Linked DNA regions of Sus scrofa: region 2 is linked to region 1. A link is a contact called in public Hi-C data. All regions are on one chromosome and are shown on one strand. The core of a region is the stretch at or near the end of the contact, and the rest is flanking DNA. Distances in the headings are between cores, read along the strand shown.

Region 1 (3,215 bases), core at 323-2,822:
TTTCAAGATACCAGAGCTTTAAGGCAGATCCACTTAGAAGAACCTGGAGTTCCCATTGTGATGCAGTGGGTTAAGAATCCAACTGTAGTGCCTAGGGTTGCTGCAGAGGCATAGGTTCAATCCCCAGCCCTGTGCAGTGGGTTAGAATCTGGTGTTGTCACAACTGAAGATTGCACCTGCAGCTCAGATACAATTCCTGGCATGGGAACTTCCACATGCCATGGGTGCAGCCAATAAAAAAAAAAAAATAAGATGAAGAAGAAACCCAAAGATAAGTACTCATCAGGTAGCAATTTAAGTGATGATGTTCATAGTACTGATACTTTAAAATAATTAAAAACTAGACAACTGAAAGTCGGCTTGTACAGGTCAAGAGATGGTCATTTCCCAACATCTTTCAGTCAATAGATGCCCAGAGCAAACAACTTGAGAATTTAGTAAACATGCAATCTTGCCATAAGCCAAAGGATTGAAAAGACAAAAAAAGTATGAGGCAGTTAACTCTAAGTATTTCACTTGACTATTATTTGATTATACTTATTTTATCCTCAACTGGTTTGATAAGACCTAGTTTCTCAGGGAGCCATAAGGCATTTGGGAACATTAATGTTCAGAAGATGTGGAGCCTAAGAGTATTAGGAAAGCGTTTCTGAAGCAAAGCTCCAAAGTGGTATTGCCAAAGTGGCCATCACCTACCTACTTGATCAAAGCTTTTGAGAATGCCTAGTGGTCAATTTATCGAGAACAAAAATTAATCCCCCATACCCACATGCTTTCTTGGACAGATGGTAAGAGCTGGTGCTAGTGTTCACAGAGATGGCACGCAGTGCTTGCAATCTGGGTCTTATGCAGGGTGGGGCTTAGGGTAGGTAAACTATAGAGCTTCCATATCATCACGTGTTGACATTTCAGCTGTGGGAAGGGATCTTGTCCACACTTCACCCCAACCCTCACCTCTCCTCCAGAAGGTTGCTTGACAGCTTACACAGTCCCCGCCCGGGTCTTTGATATCCAGACGTCTCTGGTCAAGGTCAAGCTTTAGTGCTGGGCTCTGTCTGCTCCCACGCCCTTCATGGAGGCTAGCTGGAGGCCGTTTGGCGCATTTTCTCTCGTGTTTTCCCACGCCCACCGACTCCTCCCAGCCGCCCTCCTGGCCTATCTTCTTTTGCACACTGGCAGGTCAAGTCCAAGGGCCTGAGTGGACCACGCACAGCTCACTTTCCCAAGGGCTTTCCTCAGGACGACCCCTGAAAGTCTGTGGTAGTGGGCTGTGTTCTATATGTAGCTGTTTCTGAAAAAAAGAATAGTTTGGGTCACTGGTCGTCTTGCAGATTAAAACTATGCTACCTGCTTAGGATGTGGACCTGATGAGGCGCTGGGGGAATGAGAGGCCACCAAGGGCTCTTTTCTGCTTGCCCCCCTCCCCCAGTCCTTCCCCCCGGCCGGTGGTCCCAGGGGCACGCGAACCTTTTCTGGCACCTCACGGCAGCCGTCGCGCGCGGGTCCACGGTCCGCTCGGGCCGGGTAGTGCAGGCAGTCTGCCCTAGCTCGAGAGGCGCGCGAAGCGGAGCGCGCACCGGGCGGGCCGCGCGCGGGGTCGGAGAGCGCTCCCTCCGGGATCGCGGCTGCGCAGTCGCGCCAGAGCCGGGAAAAGAGGGAGGAGGGTGGAGGAGCCGGAGTAAGGGGAGGGGGAGGAGCGGCGAAAGCGGAAGCCATGTTGGAGTTTCACCCGGAGCGAGGGGCTGCGAGCGTTCTTCGCTCCGTGTGGGTGTGACCCGGGTTCGGCGCCGCGGCGGGCTGCGGGGGGCGGGGACGGTTAGGCCGGTCGTCGTCGTCCGCGGCGGCGGCCGCAGCGTGGGGCCGGGCGATTGTGACCGCCGGGGGAGCAGGGGGCCGGCTGCGGCTCCCACTCTCCGTGTGGCCCCCTGAGCGCCCCCCTCCCCTGCTCGGGAGGGAGGCGGGGGGCACCCGGGGCCCGCCATGAACCCCGGTTTCGATCTGTCCCGCCGGAACCCGCAGGAAGACTTCGAGCTGATTCAGCGCATCGGCAGCGGCACCTACGGCGACGTCTACAAGGTGAGGGTGAGGGGCCGCGCGCCGCCGAGGCCTCGGGGGCGCTGACCCGCCGCGGGGAGGGCCCGGGGCGCCGGCGAGCCGCTGCCTCTCGGCGAGAGACGCTGGCGTCCGGGAGCCGTGGGGGAGGAGGAGCAGCGGGCGCCCAGGGCTCCGCGGCCGTGCAGCGAACAAAGGGCCAGACGATTAACCCGGGGACCTCCGAGTCCTTACCTGATCTTGCCCCGGACGCACATTTCCCGGGGAGGGCTGACCGGCGGCGGCTACGCTGCTCATCCGCGCGCAGAGAGGGTCATCGCGTTTGTTGCATTGGCAGGATCCGGGCGGCCAGCCGGACCGCAGGGGTTTGGCGTCTGTCAAACCTGCGTGCTTCATGCGGACCTGGGGTTGTCCGCGATGCGTTGGCAACTGCTGTCCTCCAGACCTGGTGGTGATTGCACTGGGCAGCCGACATCGACCACCCCTCAGCTTTTAGCCTCTTAGCGTCCGCAGGCTAGTTTCTTTTAATTTTCCAAGTAATGACTTTGTTTTGTAAAGAAAGAGAGATCTAGTTAGTATAACTTTCTCTCTCTGACGAAAGAGCAACTTTGTTTTCTCCAGCTCAAATCGGAATATGGTGCTTTATTAAACTTGTTTTTGCTAGTGGTACATAGGAATCAGCTTTTTTTTATTTAGCAAATACTTAGGAAAGGTACTGGTATGACAAGGTGAGGATTCAAAGTCCATTAGTAGTACAGCATTCCTGTTGTAGAGGGACCACTTCTAAATGTGGGAGATAAATCATGCTTCCCTGGCCAGCTCAACTCTTGGCCCCGCAGAGACTGCCAAGAAGAGGAGGCTAGTGCCAAATGTGGCAGCAGTCTTGATTTGGTCGAGTATCTTCTTACTTGTAACTGAAGTGGAACTCCTCCTGTTTCACATAACACCTGAAGCTGTGCAAGGGAACTAATTTTACTTTGGAAAGTTTAGTCTTAACTTTCTTTTGTCCAGATTGAAGCGGTAGATTTTTGCTTTTGCTTCACTGTAACACATATGGTAAGGTAGGTATTTAGTACAGTGCAGCCAGTAATCTGCATTAGTCTTGTTTTGTGGATGATTTGCTTTCCATCATCACTTATTTCACCACTTTTCTGCATAAAACA
Region 2 (3,257 bases), core at 702-3,201, 43 kb after region 1:
GTAATTTTTTTTTTTTTTTTTTTTTTTTTTTTTTTTTTTTGCTTTTTAGAGCCACACCCATGGCATAGGGAAGTTTTCAAGCTAGGGGTATAATTGGAGCTATAGTGGCTGGCCTATGCCACAGCAACACAGGATCCGCACCACAACTGCCACCTACGCCACAGCTCATGGCAATGCTGGATCCTTAACCTACTGCGCAAGGCCAGGGATCAAACCCACATCCTCATGGATACTAGTCAGGTTGGTTTCTGCTGAGCCACGATGGGAACTACTTTTTTTTTTTTTCATGCTCAGCAATTTTTATTGGATTCTAGACATTGTGAAAATGTGTTGGATGTTTCTGTGTTCTTGAGTTTTGTTCTGTGGACCTTTGTGCAGGTAAGTTGCTTTGGAAACAGATCCTTTAGAAGTTTGTTTTAAAGTTGAGTTAGGTGGGAACTGAGCATCCTGTAGCTTCGGGCTAATTTTTCCCAATACTGAGGTAATATCTTTCTGAATACTTTTACTCATTGCCTCTTAAGTTATGAGGTTTTCTTCTCTAGCTAGTGAGAATATGAATTATTCCTGGCCCTTAATGAGCTTGAGGAGTTATGCTGTCTCCTCTTTCCTAGTAGTTCTGTCTTAGGCCTAATGCACTGGCCTAATGGTACTGAGCTGAAAACCTGAGGTGGAGATGGACTCTCTGCTAATCTCTGAGGCTGTCTCTCTGTGGAGTTCTCTTTTGGGTACTGTGTCCTGCAAATTCTGGCTGCCTTGGTTTTCCCATGTTCCTAGCTTCATTGCCTCAACTCCGGGAGATGATCAGACCATCTGGATTCTCCCTCCCCGCCCTGAAGCCTGAGAATTATCTCTAGGCTATAAGCAGGGACAGTTGTAGAGCTCAGTAGGGTTTTGTTTTTCTGTTTTCAGGAATCACTGTAGTTTACTGTCTTAGTTCAGTGTCAAACCTTTTAACTGTTTAATATTTTATTTTTTTAGTTTTTTCAGAGGGAAGGGTAAAACTGTTCATAGGCTGCCCTATCTTCTCCAGGTTAGCATACTTTCGGAACCTAAAATAAAAAGCAGAGTAAATTCATAGGCACTGGAAGACACAGAAACAAAAAGAAGGGGTAGGACTTGTATAGAAAAAAGAGAGAGAGGAATGACTGATTAGTAAAACCTGAAGTTGGATATTTGAAAAGAAAGGGAAAAAAGACAGGTTTCTGACTGAATCACCTAAGAAGGAAAAAAGAGGGCATAAATAGTATTTATTTGTTGACTATTATTTGGAAAAAAAGAGGGCATAGTTACCAATAGAGCAGATATTTTAAAACTCTTAAGGGAATATTATGAGCAATTTATGCTAATAAAAAGTGAAAACCTGCTAGATGCATGGATGATAAAAGTCAAGACAGAGTCCGGACTGGAGACCATTGCAGTAACCCAGAGAAAAGATGATGGTGGCTAGAATCCTACGGCACTAGGAGTGGAAACAGCAATGAAAAGACTGAGCAGACATTTGTAATCCTGGGAATGGAGAGGTGGGGAGTGTCAGAGAAGGGTTGGGTGTGGGGTATTGGATGGTATTGTACAGTAGCATTACATCCCAGGAATAGCAGTATTTGTGGAGGTGAATTTGAGGTATGTGGGGGGACAAGTGGCATTGTCTTATTGATATATGGGTCTTGAACTTTGAAGAGGAGTCTGGGTAAATTGCCACAGGATTGGGTTCTTGTTTCTAAACTCACCAGCTTGTTTTTGTGAATCTGCCTTTAAAACATTCCCAGATATATAAAATACCTATTTTTATCAGATTAAACCCTCCCCCATATAAATATTATTTACCCAGCTAGATCTTAGGTATCAAGAACAAAGATCTTACTTAGAGCAGTTTCTTCTAATAAACACTGAAATGTATGCTTGTAAGAGGAGCCCTTAAATTTTTGGCACAGTTTTCTGTAACTACTCAGATTTCTCTGAGTGATGTGGGTGTAACTTAGATTCTGATTCTCTAAAAGTCATTTGCCAGGCTTATCTGACCCTGATCCTGGGTGTCTGGGGCAGCCTTTGCTAGACTGTAGCCCTTTCATCTTACTTTTCGTTTCACTAATTAGTCTCTAAAATACTTTTTAAATGAGCTGCTTTATGTTAGTTAGGTGCTAAATGTGGACTTTCCTTTCCCCTCCTTCTGGTCCTAAGCAAAACTCCCAGCACCCCCCAAAGTTGGAAGCAAGATGTCCTTTTGTCCTGTCATTTTTTTGTTCCTTTGGAAGAAGAGACTGGCAGCTATTCGAAGTGAGCTTCCCTCCTCTGCTTTCATTCCTTGACTGGATTGAAAGCTACTGCTTACCAACTCCATCCTGCCAGTTTTAGAATAATCCCAGCCTGACCTGCGCTGAGCTGACTGTTACTAAAACCTTTATCTATATTGTCAGAAGCATTTACTGCCTGTCATAAGTGTTCGCTCCTCCTGCTGACTTACATATTGACAAGTAAAATGCAACTGTGTCTCCAACTAGGCAAAGAATGGTATGCGAATGGTGGTATACTTTTTGCCAAATAGTGCAGTGTGAATTTTCAAAGTTCAAGAGGTCCTCTGGTTTTAATAAATTACTTTGAAATTTAGTATGAGAATATAGACAAGTGTGATCTGATGTTTCACACAGTGATTAGAATTGTAATTTTAGTTAGTCCTTTAAATATCACTCGAGGAAAGGCTTATACCATAGTCCAATAAAATTTTTTGACCAAACATTAACCAGTTTTTTCTTTCTATTTCATATTTGTTAACTTATGATCATTTGAATAGGAAATAAATATATTTGTCCACATGGTTCAAAATAAAAATGCTATTTTACAGAATTTATACCCCCCGAGAAGTCTTGCTCCTACCTACCTCCATGGATTCTTCCTCTCTAACCAATTACATGTAACTATCTTTACAACTTTCTACTTATTCTTTCAGACTTTCTTTATGCAAATAGCTAATTCAAATATATATTCTTATTTTTTCTCCTTTTATTCAAAAGGTAACATACTAATATTTTTTGCTTTGTTGTTTTGTTTTTCATTTTTGTAACTTGGAGATCTCTCCATATCTGTACATAAAGATCTTCCCTTTTTTTGACTGTGTAGTACTCAGTTGTGTGTATGTGCCATATTTTATTCAACTAATCGTCTGTTGCCAAGCACTTGAATGTGTTCGATTTTTTGTTGTTATAAACAGTTTTTGTAGTGAATAACCTTGTTCATGTATTATTTTGTGTGTGTATAGGTGT

Evidence for each region. Hi-C and Micro-C count contacts between places; a contact is called where the count stands out from the background.
Region 2: a contact with region 1 is called in a Hi-C map of skeletal muscle, with 2.1 times the contacts expected there. A contact is called at or near these places in 4 of 47 Hi-C or Micro-C datasets (embryonic fibroblasts, liver and skeletal muscle) and 1 of 2 datasets of targeted methods (skeletal muscle).

Annotation. Positions count from the first base shown.
Region 1 is chr3:100,885,451-100,888,665 of Sscrofa11.1, forward strand. It overlaps TMEM178A (transmembrane protein 178A), which reads right to left and starts at 1,573. Exons shown (of 7, transcript XM_021088345.1): 1 at 1,468-1,573. MAP4K3 (mitogen-activated protein kinase kinase kinase kinase 3) reads left to right here and starts at 1,698. Exons shown (of 34, transcript XM_021088336.1): 1 at 1,698-2,076. The coding sequence starts at 1,981.
Region 2 is chr3:100,928,095-100,931,351 of Sscrofa11.1, forward strand. All of the region lies in intron 1 of MAP4K3 (mitogen-activated protein kinase kinase kinase kinase 3), which reads left to right. Among named protein-coding and RNA genes, the nearest start is that of MAP4K3, 43 kb to the left of the region's middle.